Regions from separate parts of the Mus musculus genome. Here region 1 is linked to region 2. A link is a contact called in public ChIA-PET data. All regions are on one chromosome and are shown on one strand. Each heading gives the region's core, a stretch centred on a gene start, on an enhancer-like site or on the middle of the called end of the contact. The rest is flanking DNA. Distances are from core to core; before and after follow the strand shown.

Region 1 (3,402 bases), core at 226-2,725, 120 kb after region 2:
CTGAATATTCTGTAAATAACAACACCATTGTGAGAGAAAAGCAATACTTACAAAGGTTTATTTGTCATCCAGATTAAATAGGTTTTTGTTACTTAATTAAGAAATCTGAAAAAGAGGCTGGTTCTAGTGTCCTTGAAACAAATGTGTATTTAAAGCAGCCAGCAGAACTAGTTTCATTATTGAGTTGCAGTAAGTGCTTGGAGATTGTTGCCATTGACAAGTGGCCATGGAGAAGGTCAAGGCTTTTGTGGTGGCTATCAGTCTGAACATTCCTAAACAGCATAAGCTATACTGAGCTACAAATAGACCACCACAACCCAGATTACAAAGTCACATTCCTGAAAGCTTAGAATTTACTTTTCAATTTCAAAGTAAGCATGCTTCAAAGTGTGCAATTTGTGCAAATATTGATCAGTTACCTCTTATCACATAGTTCTATCTCCATGTAGCTACTGAATTACATAAATTATATAAGTGTATACATATACATATGTTTGTATGTATATAAGTATATATGTATAATACGACCCTAGTAGTTTTATAAGGTGACATGAGAGCCTTTTATGATCTAGTAGTTCTGTCCCTGTTTTTGATAAACATGTCAACTAATAATTGATTGCTATAACATAATACATTAAATCAGTCACATCAACTCTAAGGCTCAAACTAGATTATTTAATAATGTATAGTGAACCTTTCAAGGAATCATATACTCCAGCTTATAAGATTGTCTTAAATAATACAGAACTTTCTAGCATTCTTTGGAAGATTTCTAAATAAAGACACACATTTTTAAAAAAGAAAATCACTGGTTTGAAAAAGATAATATCCATACAAGTGAACATACTAGCATGTTCCTTGTGATTTCAGCATTGAGTAATACAATAAGACTTTGTCCAGTCCAAATGACTATATGTTAGTTTTCCTCAGGCAGTAAGCTTAGTTTTAAGGCAAGGCATTGTGCAGCAGAAAGCAAGGTCTCGCTGTTTGATCTTACAAAAGCGAGGAGCCATGTACAGTGAGCATAATGCCCGCTAGTCAAGAATTAGTAACTGTGAAAACAACTTGCATTCACAGCTCAAGAACTTTTCAAGAAACAGACTCTGTCTACCAGCTCATCAAAGCAATGCATCTGTTCTGAAATATAACTTGCTCATACATATTCCTCCACAGGGAGTCCCCGGGCTCTTCTTCCGACTGATAAATGACAGGAGGGTTACTGAAATACGAAGCTTCCCAGTGGTTGGTAGTGCAGAAAGCTGGACCGAGCCGTTCTTCAACTGAAAAATCCCATCAGAATGTCAACAGGTGCAGAAGTGACTTCCCACAGAGCACCCCGTCTTCCCTTCTGGTTGGAGATGACCATGTCTCTGCCACTTTCACAGGGCAATTTGGTGGTCAGGGGCCTCTGGATCTTTCAGCTGCTTCCAAGAATAGAATAGCTTGTCATTCTTGGGAGTTAGTCTCACGGGCCTTGTTTACTTTCAATATCAGCCTTTCCGAACTAGAGGCAGGGCAGCAGAATGAGGTCATACTTCCTGTCACGATCGCATCAGTGGTGTTCACAGAGTAAATACAGCAGATCTTCTTGACCATCAGAAGGGAACAGGCAACCCAGAGTCAGGTCAACTCCATACATTGTGATCATTGAGGGATGCTTCTCAGAGCTTCTGTGTCACCTCAAACTATATTAACATGAGAAAATTTAAGCCATGTTTCCTGTTTGACATTTTCTGGCTATATTCAGTTATGAGTAGCATACAGTTATTATGCTCTTGGTCCAATTAACCTAAATATATCAAAGATAGCATCAACGCTATCAAGTTCAGGATGCTATAAAAGCTATATATTATCTATAATAATGTGATTTTTATGAGGCTATCCTCTGATACATATGCAACTAGAGACACAGTTCTGGGGGGAGGGCGGGGTTACTGGTTAGTTCATATTGCTGATCCTCCTGTAGGGTTACTGACCCCTTTAGCTCATTGGGTATTTTCTCTAGCTCCTTCTTTAGGGGCCCTCTGTTCCATCCAATAGATGACTGTGAGCATCCACTTCTTCATTTTCCAGGCACTGGCATAGACAGGCTAAGATTAAAATGGTCTTTCACGATAGCTTTGGGACCTCAGACTTGTGGCTTAGCATCTTTGAGCTGCAATTTTCTCAAATTTAAATGTAATAATCTATAGCCCCAAGGTTGGCCTGCAGAATCAAATGAGAAGAAAGAAGAAAGAAATAGCTGGGTACCTGAGGGAATGTGCAAGATGTATTCCTTATTGGATTTTGTGAATTGACTTCTCTTTGGAGAGCTTGATCAGGATGGTGGAGAGTTTGTGTTATTAATTCTTGGGGATTGCTACCGAGATTATTTTTGATGTTAGGAGATATCAGTATTATTTCCTACGCAGAATCCCACATTCTTTCCACCTCCATTGTCTCTCCCTGGGACTCCACTTACTACCTCATTCTGACTGTATTTTATGCTAACATTCCAACTGTCTACTTGGCCTCTATCCAACACATTATGCACATACATATCTCACTATGTAAATTTGATTATGTCATTCCTTAAATTAAAACCTTCATCTTTGCTCCTCTCTCATAATAAGTTCAAAATCACCCCTGCAGCCTATGAGGCAAGTTTTAGCCTCATACTGCACACATTCTATCTTCTAAAGTTTGACCATGTTGATCTTCAGCCTTTCATCTTGTTCAGGTTTGCTTTCACCTTGGAGTCTTTAAACATACTACCGTTGTTTCTACATCTTGTTCCTAAGCAACTCCTTCTACATGACCTCTCCTAGATCAAGTTATGAAGGCCACAGCTCTCTACAATTTTTATTTGGAGTGTGCGTCATAGCTACAGTTAAGGAACCAAGAGACTTTCTATGTTCCATCTCCTGCTTTACTTCAGAGCCTAAGGTCTATCTATTCTTTTCTTGTTATATATCATGGTGTAGTATGAGGTTTAGTACATACTAGGAAATTAAAAATGTATGAGTTGCATGACTACCAGCTACCTCAGTCTGGGCTTTTTGCCACACACACTACAGAATTATATCAGGGCCTGACATTGTTCTTCTGGTCAGAGTCTGGGAAAGCTAATAATCTGGAAAGAGTGGCAGGGATGTCATTCTAATACAGAAATTACTCCACAGTAAAATAAGTATCCAAAACTTAGTTGTTTATAGTGATATGCTTTTATTTCCTCAGGTGGTGACTTTGTAATTGGTCACCATGGCTAAGCTGAGCTTTTTTCCAGAACTCTTTCCACTTCATTTTCTACCCAGCAACCTGTGCAGAATGTGAAATGTGTTAATGGAGCATGAGCCTTGTCTGGTTATGTGAAGGTCCATGTGCTTGCCTAGTTGGACTCTCAGCTTGGCACAACCAAGAGTC
Region 2 (3,544 bases), core at 566-3,065:
TTGATTGTTTATCCCACAATTCTATAGTCTGCCAATTTGAACTCTCCTTCTATGTTACTTAAAACTAGCTTTAGAAGTTTGTTCTGGGTCAAAGATCACCAGTTAGGTCCCTACTATTTCCCCTTTATCTCTAGTAATAGAATCCCATGAAGTCCGTGGTTATACCAAATAAAAACAGCATTTCTCATCATCCCTTGCACCAAGGAATGTGTTGTAGGCACTTTCCAGAAGTTTTTCTTTAAAAAAAAAAAAAAAAAAAGCAACATTTGTGTCCTTTCTGAACTGACTCTTTTTTCATCTGAGAATAGCAAAGCATGCCAAAAGATGAATCACAGAGACTCTTATCAAGGCATTGAACTTTCTAGGTAAAAGGAAACATTGACTCACCCTAAGATAGAAGTGGAGGAGTTGATGAATAGTTGGACTCTGGTAATGTTGATATAAAAGCATATGGAGATCAGTAATAAAGGCCAGGGAGAGGAAAATCAGGAACCAAGGGATTTGGGTTTTAGTGCCAATGGGTAGATAATTGTTACTGAGATGGAGACAGTGGGAGGTAAGGATGTCTGGGTGGGGGGATGGAGAGGAGAATGTAGGGAGCTGGAAAGCAGTTGTTGTTCTTCAATCATGTAGGTCAACAAACTAATGCCACCTAGCTAATTGAATCTAGATGCCTTGAACTCAGGGAAGAGGCAGAACCTTGTTCTGAGGAATGTGAACACTGTAGTCAAAGCTAGACTACATGGGTTTTGGTATTTACTTTTGCCACATTTAATTTTTTCATCATTTTTCTCCCCCATATTCGTTATCTCTCTCTCTCTCTCTCTCCTCTCCCCCCCCCTCTCTCTAAAACGAAACAAAACAGGGGGGAGAAAGCCATAGTAACAACAGTAAAAGCATGGAGTCTATTTTGCGTTGGTTAACTATTTCTGAGCACAGGGCATGTCCTGGAGTGTGATTGACACACCCAGGGCCACCCCATTGGAGAAAACTGATTTTTCCTCTCCTAGCGGGTATCAACTGCAAATAGCTGCTTGGTTAGGGGTGGAAGACTTTGTACCCACTGTCCTTCTCTGTGCTTAGAAAAGTCATAGGATTTGAAGAAGTCGTGGCCCAGAAAATACAGGACAAAAACAGGGACAGCTAAGAAACTAAAGCTCATAGCAGGTAAGGCAGAAGATCTACCCAAATATAATAGCAAGAGCCTGCTTTAACAAGCAGGAGACTCTCTGTTCCATCCAAGTTCCCAAGGTAGAATAAGATGATACCTGGGCTATAAATGATCACTGTGCAAATGATGCGACTAAAGGAAGTTTTTGGATAATGCAATATTCAGAAGTGGCTTCAAGATGAAATATGAAGTAAAACGTCAAAGACTGAGTACTGACAAGTCTGCTAAGAAATTTGGCTGCAGCTTAAGGCAGAGAAGCAGAGGCTGACAGAAACTGGAGAGGTGGGGGGAGGGCATGTCTTAGTTTTGTTCTTTAAGATTAAAGTTACTAAAATATGCTGGTATGCTGGTACTGTTGGTCCAGTGAAGTGGCAAGGAATGATGCTGAGAGCAGGGGACCCTGGGAAGCTAAGTCTTGGATAATTAAAGAAGCTGGATAGTGAGCTAGCAAGGGGGCTGAGTTTTGACGGCAGAACCATCACAGCATGAGCATGCTGTCTACCACAGGAAACACAAGTTGCCTGGTTGATTTTGTTGTTCCAGTGAATAAAGAAACAAGGTCTTTGGTTAAGTCTGTGGTACTTAAGACAGTGCTGGAGATGAGGAACAGGAAGAGGTGTGACCTTTGCCTGCAAGTGACTGAGCAAATGTTTACAGTGACAGTACAGGAAAACCACGGGTGACTTGAGACCTGTGGTACCTGCACCTACATCAAGGGCAGTGGGTAACGGTGGATGCTTTACTCCAAGCACACTGAGCAGAGGAGGATGCTCAAGATTAAACAATGCCGGGATCTGTGGCTTGGGGATGGTGGACAGAGGGAAAGATGGGAGCTGAGGAGTCAGCTGAGGATGAGTTTCTGTGAGGGATAGAAGATCCAAAGCAGCAAGAGAACCCAGTGTGAGGACAATGAGCAAAGCTATAGAGTGAGTGGGTTTCTGTGCGGATGGAGCCTGACTGTTAGAGTGGAGGGAGTTTGAGACACTGGGAATGACGATCAGTGAGTTGACAAGGTTAAGGCTCAGGACGTGGCAGCAAATAGAAGGTTGAAAGGAGAATCTTATGGCTAAGCTGAAGGGAGAAAAACAGGTCAAAGGTCACCAGGACAGAGGATGGGGTTGATGCGGTAGAGAAATTGTGGTCTAGGTGTTAGGACCTTACTTGAGCTGAGAGGCCAGGTGGTTAGGAAACTGGGTGGGCTTAAGTAGAAGACTAAAAGGGGGGTGAACATTCTACAGACACTAGAGGATTTTAGGGAGAGGGAGTCAGGTAGACACCATGTTGCTGTGGGCTATAATTTTACTAGAGGTTAGTGAAGAGTAAGATTGTGGTCAATGGTGGAAGCAGAATCTCTGGTCCTAGTCACTAAATATAGATACAAAGCGTCTATGTAGGGAGTGATGCTGGATCTTTAAGCTCCAGAAGATACAGGTAAATGGTAGAAAGGGACAGGAAGAAAAGAAACTGGGATAGATATAAGGAAATATAAGGGAATGAGGACAGATGACCTGGCACATGAAGAAGAAGGGATGTCCAAGACCTTGAGGGACTAAAGGGCAATGAAGAGTAATTTCCTGTAGAGACTTTTAAGAAAACTGGCTTCAGGGAAGGGAGGGTGGTTAGCGTGGCAGGAAGAACGGTGCGCTCTCCCAGAATACCTATGGCTCTGGGAGTCTCCCTTCCCTGTTGAAGCTGAAGATAAATTGTCTTCCCATTGGGACCTTCAGATGTGGTGAGGGTGGCTCCTTCCACGTGCACTGCCGCATATGCTGTACCTGACCTACTGTCTGGAGCTGCATTCCTGTGTGCAGGGTATTCCAGGTGGGAAGCTGGAGCCTCAGTTGTGGACATCGTTACAACTGGGCCAGTGTGGACAAGTCAGATGAATCAGCTTAACCGTGTGACCCTACTGCTGACCTAAGGAACTGATATTCTGTCTGCCAAGCTTGCTTTCTGTGAAGATGAGATGTGCCTGGGATGCCTCTAGATTGTCTTTGTTGTGGTAATGACATAGCAAATGAAATGATGGCAATAAATGGACTTTGAGTAATGAAATGAAGCTAATGAGATTTAGCCTATAGGCTTGTTATTTGTATTGAGATTATAAAAGGCACTGTGGGTATGCTCACTAATTCTCAGCTTTCAGACAGACAGACAGACAGGGTAGCTCAGGTATTATGAGACTATGAGACTTAAGGATTTTCATCTCTCTCTCTCCTCCCTCTCTCTCCTCTCTCTCTCTCTTCTCTCTCTCTCTCCTCTCTCTCTCTCTCTCTCTCTCTCTCTCTCTCTCTCTCTCTCTCTCTCTCTCTCTCTCTCTCTGAGGTATTTTTAGCAATGCCTTTCCCTAGCTTGTGAATCCTTTCTAGATGT

Evidence for each region. ChIA-PET counts read pairs in DNA pulled down with a chosen protein or histone mark.
Region 1: an RNA polymerase II ChIA-PET map of effector CD8 T cells shows a contact between it and region 2, with 75 read pairs. The contact joins the promoter of Tmem71 here to the enhancer-like site in region 2. A contact is called at or near these places in 1 of 39 promoter capture datasets (hippocampal neurons), 5 of 484 Hi-C or Micro-C datasets (CD4 T cells, CD8 T cells and Th1 cells), 3 of 115 datasets of contacts at active chromatin or transcription factors (CD8 T cells, effector CD8 T cells and embryonic stem cells) and 1 of 9 other capture datasets (adipose tissue).

The regions. Positions count from the first base shown.
Region 1 is chr15:66,559,571-66,562,972 of GRCm38.p6, forward strand. Tmem71 (transmembrane protein 71) reads right to left here and starts at 1,476. Exons shown (of 10, transcript NM_172514.3): 1 at 1,160-1,476.
Region 2 is chr15:66,443,671-66,447,214 of GRCm38.p6, forward strand. All of the region lies in intron 7 of Lrrc6 (leucine rich repeat containing 6 (testis)), which reads right to left. Among named protein-coding and RNA genes, the nearest start is that of Gm31006, 55 kb to the right of the region's middle. Within about 2 kb of position 1,816, at least 43 of the 459 cell types and tissues checked have an H3K27ac peak or open chromatin away from gene starts, as enhancers often do. A contact at or near this core is called in CD8 T cells, Th1 cells and effector CD8 T cells, where this site is marked.